Regions from separate parts of the Rattus norvegicus genome. Here regions 1 and 3 are each linked to region 2. Evidence: chromatin contacts called from public Hi-C data. All regions are on one chromosome and are shown on one strand. Each heading gives the region's core, a stretch centred on a gene start, on an enhancer-like site or on the middle of the called end of the contact. The rest is flanking DNA. Distances are from core to core; before and after follow the strand shown.

Region 1 (3,017 bases), core at 233-2,732, 170 kb after region 2:
AAAAATTTCGGGGTCAAGGGGAAGGGAGGAAGAGCATAAAGCTTAGACTAAGTTAATATCACATTTTTTCTGTTATTGTAGCTTTCACAAAGTATGCTTAATATTAGCTTTGGTCAAAGATGGCAATTTAAAACGAAAATTTTGAAAACTGGAAGGCAAGCAAGGATGAAATGTCAACCTACCCATTTGGAGAAATTGCCTAATACCCACTCTGCACTATACCCAATTACTTCCCTCTCAGCTAAGTCCAGGAGAAGCTGATTGAAAACCAAACACTGTTGGCAGATCTGCTCTGAGAGGAAAGTATCAGGCCCTAAGAAAGTTGAGGGGTGTAAGCAAAAAGCAACAAAACAACCTGGGAACACAGGAGGCTGCAAAATTAACAAATACCTACTAGTATACAGTGGGGAGAGGGACAGACCACAGAAAGAGTGGATTAGACGTTTATGTAGTAATCCAAACGTTTCATATTGCTGAAAAGCCCTACAAACAGAAGCCGAAGTAAGTACGGACTTATTTCTTTACCTCCCTATTCCTTCTTGTCAGGATCAGAGTCAAGGATCGTGAAGAGGCTAACAACAGACAGTAAGGAGGAACTGAGTCTGTCTGTCTGGGCCAAATCTGGACATTTGAACTGGGGCGACAGGACCCAGACAACCGTACCTCAGGAAATGAGTAAATGAAAAGGGGAGGTCACCGAATTATTTAGCCCTAGAACAACACTGGCCAGACCGGGGAAGGGGCCGGGGTGCAAGAAGAAAAACTTCAGAATAGGAATTTTGACAGTGAGAACACTAGTTAAGACAGCACTGTAGGCCCCCTGATGTCCCTTGTTTGATGTCAATAAAGGCCGAGAGAATTATGCGCTAACAAGTCTTGCATATTTTTGAAACATTACAATAAAGTCTGGAGTTGGAGCCGGTAGGGGGGCCGGGGTCACGCCCAGGCGACTTGGGTCAGCACCGGTGCTCCTCCCTGGTGTGGAACTAGAATGAACCCAGGCTGAGAGTTGCCACTAGGATAATTTTCTGTTTAAGCCGGGGATATTTGAGTAGCAGTAATGGGGACAGATAAGGGGCTCTCTCCGGAAGGCTAGGAATGTTAGGGCAGACTGAGTAGGAGCTAGGGCGAGCGCGGGAGGCACTGGCGGGTGGGGTCCTGGGACTGGGGGGCGAGGGCAGAGGGCGGGAAGGGGCCGGGCCAGAGCCGGGGGCGGGACCAGACGCAGTGGTGGTGGCGGGGGCCGAGGCGCGGGAGGCGGGGCGGCCAGGCTCGGGACACCCCCTCCCGGTCCCCTGGCGGGGCGGCTTCAACTCCAGCAGTACTGGAGGCAGCAGCAACCCGGAGGGTGACTTGCAGGGCGCGCCGGCCGAGCTGGACCCGGGACGCTTTTCACCCCGGGGGAATCCTCCGCTGATCCTCTGGGCCCCGGCGTCCCTTGGGAGCCCGCGGGACCCCCGGGCCGGCAGGGAGCGGCGGCGGCGGCCGCAGCACCATGAGGCGGTGGTGGGGCGCGCTGCTGCTCGGCGCCCTGCTCTGCGCACACGGTAAGCGGCGTCGCAGCGCCCGCGCCGACCGGGCCACCGGGAAAGTTTGTCCCTGAGACTGGTCGCTGCAGGACTCGCCTCCTGGGAGTGGGACCGCGCAGGCTGGGGCCTGAAGTCCCACCCTCGAGCTCACTCACTAGAAGCTCGGGCAGCAATTCCTACTCGAGAGGGGACATTGGTGGAGGGACTCGTCCCCGCTAAAGTCTGGGCCGGGTGGGAGAAGACCCAAGACGCTTGCTCGGCTTCCATCTCTGCTCTTTAACGAGCCATAGGCTGGTTCCCTTTCAGGTTAAGGCAGGGCTTCTGTGTCCCTGGTGCGTGCGAATGAATGCGTGCAAAGAAAGGAAGGCGGGTAGGATGGTCGCTAAACCCATAAATTGTAAATAGTTCTCTTTCCAGGTCTGGGGGATCTTGGATGAATCGCGGGCCCAGCAGAATCTGAGTTACTTGAGCATCCGGGATTCTAGGAGTTGGGGAGCAATTCCTCGGACTCCAACCCCTGTTCTCTCCGAGGGTCCTTGGTTCATATTTGCTTGCAGCATCTCCCCTAAGTGGAGTTTTGGGTTCCCTCTCCTGGCTGCGGCCAATCAGCTTCCTGCTCCGGATCCTCCCCAAGGGAGGGGTGGGGAACAGCGATGGAAAAGAGGTTGGGGAGGAACTTTGGGAAGAAACTGCTGGAAGGCTCTGGCAGATCGGTCCTGGCCCGGGTAAAGAGCAGGGGCGCGTTCTTAGGGAACTTCCAAAGGCAGCCTCTCGACCCGTGCAGAAGGCAGAGGGGCCTTGGCCTCCGGGGAGCTGGGCGGATGGCAGCGGCACTGCCGCTTCATCTGCTCCTTATTAATAACGTGTTCGGTGCCCGGACGCAACTGTTGTGTCTACTGAGGACTGCACTGGAATCTGCCTCTCTGCAGCCGCTTGGGAACGTGGGTGTACCCTGAGATTTAGCAGCTGCCTCTGAGTTTGTGTCCAAAGATCAAAGATCGATCTTTAAACTCCAACTATATTCACCCGCCGGCTTTTCCACGTGGGGGAGATACAGTTCTTCGATTCCCCGGGCTGCGGGACGAGGGGGTGGGGTTCAGAAAGAGCGGTCTGCAGACCCTGGCGATTCACGGGTTCTTTCTTTCACATGGGGGAGCTCATGGAAAGTGCAGATTTCGGAACTTGCCTGGCAGGATGTGGAGCTGTCTAGGCACTTGTTTTAAAGATTGTTTAAGCTCCCGAATCCAAAAGAGTTCTGGTGTCTGTTATTTAAACCACTCGTGGGTTTTCAATGGCTTTTTCCGTGTGGTATCTAGCGCCGACCCAGTCCTTTCTCTCCGAGTGGTAGCCTGGCCGACCCACGTTCCTCTTCGCGCCTCATTCTGCCCCTCCCGGGCTCTCTCCTCGAAGGTTATTTGTAGCCTCTTCGGCGTGTTGGGACAGCAGCCCTACTGGGGTAGGAATGTAACTGTTCTTCCCACCACATGG
Region 2 (3,421 bases), core at 822-3,321:
ACTCGGGCAAGTGGCCATAGTTAGACCTTTTGTCTTGGTAGAGAAGCTAGGAGAAAGTCAAGGTCAGATCCAATTCTTTAGGACTGCCTCTGAGGACATCGGTGGACCTAGAACTGGGCACTAGGAGATTTTTTTCCAAATTGTGATTGTGGCTGATTTGTGTAGAAGGGAGTCACACAAAAGCTGGGAAGCTTGTATTTCTCAAAGAGCTTCTTCTGGCCCTGTCAGAATGTCAGCTGTCCCAACCATGGATGGAACTACTGATTTTTCTTACTAGAACTAGAGGGAAAAACTGGCTGCCCAGAGGCTGTGGCTGCAGAAGATTCTAAGAAACTGATGGGAAGGTGCTTTGATCTTTAAAAATACCACATTGGCTAAAGGCAACTGCTACCAAGCCTGAGGACTTGAGTTCAGTACCCAGATGGAAGGAAGGACAGCTTCCTCTACTGTCTTCCTCTCTGACTGTCACACGTGCACCACAGCATGCCACACCCCAGCAAGTACATACATTCAGCTTTCCTAATTTTATTTTTAATTGTGTATATGTCTGTATGAGAGAGAGAGAGAGAGAGAGAGAGAGAGAGAGAGAGAGAGAGAGAGAGAGAGAGCAGAGGCATCAGATTCCTTGGTGTGGGAGTTACACGTTGCTTATGACCAATCTGATGTGTGCTGTGGGAACTGAACTTGGATCCTCTGCAGAACAATATGTACTTTCAACGGCCAAGCCATCTCTCTAGCCACTAATTTTAAAAATACAGATACTTTTTTATTTTTAAATTAAGGGATTGGAAAGATAGCTCAGTGGTTCAGAGCGTGTGCTGCTCTTGCGGAAGGCCTGGGTTTGGTTCCCAGCACCCACATGGTGGTTCACAACCATCTGCACCTCAGTTCCAGAGGATCCAGTACTCTCTTCTATACACATACATACATGTAGGCAAAAGACTTATCGCCTAAAATAAAACAAATAAAACAACTAAATCAAACCGAAGCCTACCCTATATAGCCAAATGTGGTGGCACGTGTCCGTAGTCACAGCACTCTAGAGGCTGAGGGAATGGGATCATTAGTTCAAGGCCAGCCTCGACTACATCTCAAGCAAAACAAATCAAACACAACAAACAAAGGCAAAACAAAACAGACACAAACACCACATGCAGTATTGTCCATCTCTAGACAAATGTTCTGATCCATGAAAGTTCTGGGCATTTGCACCTTGCTCTGCACTGCAGCAGAACTGGCTAAATGCAGGCAGGAAGCTATGGCCCTGCCTTTGTCTTCCAAGACAGGGATAACCTGAGGTCAGGTATCCCCACAGATAACTCCTTTATCTTCTTGAACTCAGATTCATCTCCCAGAGGTCTCCAGAGCCTTCCTTGAGACAGGGTTGTCTACGTGTGCTGTTTTCCAGTGGAGAGCAGTTGGCTGGGCATCCTTCCTGCCAGAGGCCTTTGCTAACATGCCAGCTGCTTCTGACACCTGGAGGGGCCTGGCCACCCTGGCTTTGAAGTGGAGCCAGCAAGGAACTGCTGCCAACAAGAGTCCGTACAAATCTATTGGATCATGGAGGGATCCTCGCAAGCAATGCCTCTGGGCTAGAGGGAAGGCCTCTGGGGAGAAATACGGGTACTCTGGTTCAGGCTGGCTCTGAGCAGAACCATGTGGAGGGTGGAGTCTAGGGCCAACAACTGGGATGAAGAAAGTGGAGTTGGCAGGGTCCGAGCTAGTCCCAGGGGGTTGGCTGCTCTCTTCCTTGCTAACTCCAACAGCTGGGACAAGCTGGCTGCCTGGGGGGTAAGAAGGTGCCAAGGAAGCAGAGCGTCCAGGCTCATCCAAGTGCCAATCCCCTGTGCACCCCCTGGTCTAGTGACATGAACTGGGCCCTTTTTCCTGAAATTCTGGGCTTGATGGCATTGGGATCAAGTGGCAGTTGTCCTACAACTGGACTCAGTTATATCTGTGTCTGAGTTTCCTTAGATGCAGAGAAGAGATGAGCAAAGGACAGAGAACTGCAATATGGGGATGCCCTTTGCCTGGGGGTCTCACAGGCAAGTAGTGTGAGGTGCTGGCAGCGTGCAGAGCCTCTCTGGGTTACGGTGCTGGAAGAGCCTAAAATAGCAAACGAAAGCGGCTCAGTGGAAATGAAGGCCTCCAGCTGCCAGTCGGAAGCTCGAGATTCAGTTTCTAGCCCACTTTTGGGGGAGCTAGCTCTTAGTCAGAGCCCAAAAGAAGAGCCACTTTGCATGACTGAACTTTGGAGAAGTCATGTGACTAGTGTCCTTTACTGGGACAGCTGAAGCATGTCCCCAAGTTAGTTTGTGCTAACAGTGTTTTAATGTCAGGGCTGTGAGACTAGGACAGTGATAAAACCAGGGGACATGCCAGGATCAGGGAGCATGCTGCTGGAAAGGTCTCCTGGGTGTCTGTCTGTCTGCCTGCCTGCCTGCCTGTCTCTGTCTCTGTGTGTGTCTCTCTGTCTCCCCCCCACAACCCCTCTCTCCTGGCCAGGGTAGGAAACGTGCTACCCCAGGACCTCAAACAGCACAGGACATGTAGAACACAGTTTTCCCTCAGCTGCAATCTGTACGCTCAAGGCACCCCAAATTCATCCATCCAGTAGGGCCTGGCAAGTTTGACCCAGAGCAATATCAATAACAACAGTAATATTTTGTATCCATTTTCATATATTTTAAATTAAAATTTATATTTACTTATTTGAGCTTATGGAGGCAGGCAGCCCGTCATTTGTAGAGGTCAGAGGACAATTTTAACTGGTTCTTTCTTTCTACTGTGTGGATCCCAGAGACGGATCTCAGGTGTCATTCTTGGTGGAAATGCCTCTACCTTATGAGCCATTTCTCCTCTTAGCCATTCTGTGAGATAAATTCAGTGAGCACATTGATAAGGACATAGAGGTACAGAGGAGCATCACAAGTTAACCAAGATCACAAGCTAGAAGCTGAAGAGTCTCATTCAAATACAGGCCTTTCTGACTCTTGAGCACAGGTTCTAGGCCATCTGCTGTATCTGTTTAAACAAACAAACAAACAAACAAACAAACAAACAACCATCCCTGGACTCTGTGTTGGCAATAACCTTCCCCCTGCCCCTGCTATTGGCTCTCAGTTCTGGCACACTCCTGCATAGGGCTGGGTACTCAGGCGTGATACTGCTGCTTCCCTACAAACAATCCTGGAACCACAGAGCGGCCTGAAGTCTTGGGTGGACTGCTGCATAGGTTTGGGGAAGGTAAAGGTCCAGACTTCACGTCCATCTCTCCCTCTGACGTAGACACGTCTCTCTCAGGCACCACCAGTGCAAAGCCCAGCCATTCTGCACACTTTGCCTGGAATTCTTTGGCCCCCTTACTGCTCTGCCATCTACTGTAATTCTCCCTTGTCCTTTTGATTTCAAAGAAGTATGG
Region 3 (3,089 bases), core at 98-2,597, 190 kb after region 2:
GCACTGTACTCTCTTGCCATCTTCACAGGCACTAGGAGTGTCGTCTACCCTGTCTACTGCTCCATTTCCAGTGCCAGTTGTACCCTTTCTGTAACAGGCACTTAAAAGAAATTCTGATGAATTTCTCAAGACACTTCAATCGAGATATTTAAAAACTTATCCTGAGGTTGGGGATTTAGCCCAGTGGTAGAGCAATATGGCTCTGTGATAAAACAACTGTCTAGGGTTAGGTTCTGGGTTTAGGGTTGTTTAGGGTTCTGGTTTAATTCATTGGGTTCGCTCTTCAAACACTGGGGGGAGAAGTATTTAAAATAAGTAATTAAAAAAAAGCATCTTTCAGAGCTGGGCATGGTGGCACATGCCTTTAATTCCAGTACTCAGTGAAGCAGATGGGTCTCTGAGTTTGAGGCCAGCCTGGTCTACATAGTGAGGGCCAGGCCAGCCAAGGTTATATGGTGAGACCCTGCCTCAAAGATAGATGGATGGATGGATGATGGATGGATGGATGGACAGACAGACAGACAGATAATAAACTAACAAACAAGCAAACAAAATGTCTCCCAGGCAAATGGTGGAACCTGATGTGTAAAGCGTCTCTGGTTATTACCCTCGCTGTCATTCATTGGTCCTCCACCACCCGACTCTTGACTTCCCTTCTTCCTAGAACCATCTATTGGACAGACTGGGGCAACACCCCCCGCATCGAGGCCTCCAGCATGGACGGCTCTGGACGTCGCATCATTGCTGACACTCATCTTTTCTGGCCCAACGGCCTCACCATCGACTACGCTGGACGCCGTATGTACTGGGTGGACGCTAAGCACCACGTCATCGAGAGAGCCAATCTAGATGGGAGTCACCGCAAGGCTGTCATTAGCCAGGGTGAGGTCTTTGATGTGCTGTCTTTCATCTCTCTGCTCCTTCCCCAATCCTGCCCCCAGGAGCCTTGGCAGAGGGTGAGATTTGTGTAGCTGCCAGGTCTGGGCTCAGCGGCCGTGGCAGGCCATGTCTGGACTAAGGTCTTTTTGGACTGTCTCCAGGCCTCCCACATCCCTTTGCCATCACAGTGTTTGAAGACAGCTTGTATTGGACAGACTGGCACACCAAGAGCATCAATAGTGCCAACAAGTTCACTGGGAAGAACCAGGAGATCATTCGCAACAAGCTCCACTTTCCTATGGACATTCATACCTTGCACCCCCAGCGCCAGCCTGCAGGTAAAATAAGAAGAAAAAGTCTCAAGTGAGCTAGATTTGTCACCGGTGATGTGGCTGCTGGTGCCTCTTGAGAATCCTCCTTGCACTTGTTACAGCTCCTATTAATTCTAGTCAGGCGAGACCAGAGATGGCATTGGCATGGGCTACTTGCTCCCTCTGCTGGACATTTCGGGTAGTACAACACCAGGACTTGGATCTGGCTTTTCTCTTTCCATATAATGTAAACATTTGCAGGTCACCTCCTGTGTGTCGTTGTACTCACATCTGGAACAGGTGTCAAAATTAATCTGACAGAATTCTTATTTGAGAGAGCCCAGCCCTCCATCCCTTTGACCTGGTGGGGTCTACCTTTGTAAACTTTTCATTTTCCCTGATCCGTCTTGCTCTGGGCTCTTTGAGCAGGGAAAAACCGCTGCGGGGACAACAACGGAGGTTGCACTCACCTGTGTCTACCCAGTGGCCAGAACTACACTTGTGCCTGCCCCACCGGCTTCCGAAAAATCAACAGCCACGCCTGTGCCCAGAGTAAGTGGGTTTGGGACACCCGCCTCAGAGGAGGTGCCTTGTGAGGACAGTTAGAAAGAACAGTGAGAGGAGTTGGGAGGACTGCTTGTCAGGCAGGGATGGCCAGATTCCTCAAGGAGCCCATGACAGACTTTAGACATTGAGGGTTCCCAATTCAAAGCTGAGGACCTAGAACCGGCAGTGGTAGCCGGAGGCTTAGTGGCATCGTTCAGTGTACAAACACCTGCGATGGGACATAGCTCCCACCTCGCCAGGCCGGATGCCTTCTGTCTAGGCAGAAAGAAGGTCCAGTTCCTCTAGAAAGCAGGGCAATGGTTTCCAACTTCTGTACCTTTAGCCTGATCCATAGAAGACTTCGTGTATTAGAACAGAGAGCAACTGGGATCCCAGATGATGATGTGTGACCACCAAGTAAAAGATGACAAGATTCCCTGGTCTGTTCTGCAATCTCTGCTTTGGTTCCTTGGAGCTCCTGCAAGACAATTTTACCTTGCAGAGTCAGCCCTAGAAATCTCAGCACACAGGTGACTTTATCCAAGGCTGGTCCAGGGAGGAGCTGGTCAGGCACAGGGCATGACCAACAAGGGGCCAGGATTAATTCATTATGTATCCTTACTGCTATATAATCCACTGGCTCTCTTAAATCTAATTATAATAGAATTAGGGGGCTAGGGTGTGGTGGTGTCCATCTGTAACCCCAGAGCTGGGTGCGTGTGGAGACAGGCAGATGCCTGAAGCTCAGAGGCCAGCCAGTCTAGCCAATCAGTGAGGTTTGGGTTCCCCGAGAGAAGTGTCTCGAAATGAATGATAAGGTGAAGATATAGAAGAAGCTGCCCAACTTCCACATGTGCACATGTTCACACACACGTGTACAATTTCACAGACAGACAGACAGACAGACACAGAGGCAAGAGTCAGATTCTCCGCGCCCTTTCCAGACAGTGATTGGGGAAAACATTCTGAGGTTTCATTCAGATACACACTGAGAACTAGTTTCACGCTGTGTGTTTTCCCTGGGCATTCTTTTTGTTTGTTTTGTTTTCTGAGACTGGGTTTCTCTGTGTAGCCCTGGCTGTCCTGGAACTCAGTCTGTAGACCAGGCTGGCCTCAGACTCAGAGCTCCCTCCGCCTGCCTCTGCCTCCCAAGTGCTGGGATTAAAGGCATTTGACACCACCTTTTGTGCCCATTTGCTTCTGCTGTTTTAGATGCAAAATGGAGGTGTCATTCTCCCAAAGATTTACCAAAGCTTGGAAGAGAGATTTAGTAAAGTTGGGCAGAAAGCTCCTCTCTGAGTAGAGAAATACATAGGTTTCATACTTGTGGGTTTCTTGTCTGTGAGTTGAATC

The links. Hi-C and Micro-C count contacts between places; a contact is called where the count stands out from the background.
Region 1: a Hi-C map of the Rat2 cell line shows a contact between it and region 2, with 4 times the contacts expected there. The contact joins the promoter of Lrp4 here to the enhancer-like site in region 2. A contact is called at or near these places in 3 of 12 Hi-C or Micro-C datasets (the Rat2 cell line, Schwann cells and frontal cortex) and 1 of 1 datasets of contacts at active chromatin or transcription factors (oligodendrocytes).
Region 3: a contact with region 2 is called in a Hi-C map of hepatocytes, with 2.6 times the contacts expected there. The contact joins two enhancer-like sites. A contact is called at or near these places in 11 of 12 Hi-C or Micro-C datasets (the A7r5 cell line, the Rat2 cell line, Schwann cells and 7 more) and 1 of 1 datasets of contacts at active chromatin or transcription factors (oligodendrocytes).

Annotation. Positions count from the first base shown.
Region 1 is chr3:97,884,089-97,887,105 of GRCr8, forward strand. Lrp4 (LDL receptor related protein 4) reads left to right here and starts at 1,483. Exons shown (of 38, transcript NM_031322.3): 1 at 1,483-1,547. The coding sequence starts at 1,496.
Region 2 is chr3:97,714,885-97,718,305 of GRCr8, forward strand. The region is part of intron 4 of Cstpp1 (centriolar satellite-associated tubulin polyglutamylase complex regulator 1); the gene reads right to left. Among named protein-coding and RNA genes, the nearest start is that of Arfgap2, 24 kb to the left of the region's middle. Within about 2 kb of position 2,072, at least 10 of the 93 cell types and tissues checked have an H3K27ac peak or open chromatin away from gene starts, as enhancers often do.
Region 3 is chr3:97,907,319-97,910,407 of GRCr8, forward strand. It overlaps Lrp4 (LDL receptor related protein 4), which reads left to right. Exons shown (of 38, transcript NM_031322.3): 14 at 665-882; 15 at 1,041-1,217; 16 at 1,620-1,742. Among named protein-coding and RNA genes, the nearest start is that of Lrp4, 23 kb to the left of the region's middle. Within about 2 kb of position 1,348, at least 13 of the 93 cell types and tissues checked have an H3K27ac peak or open chromatin away from gene starts, as enhancers often do.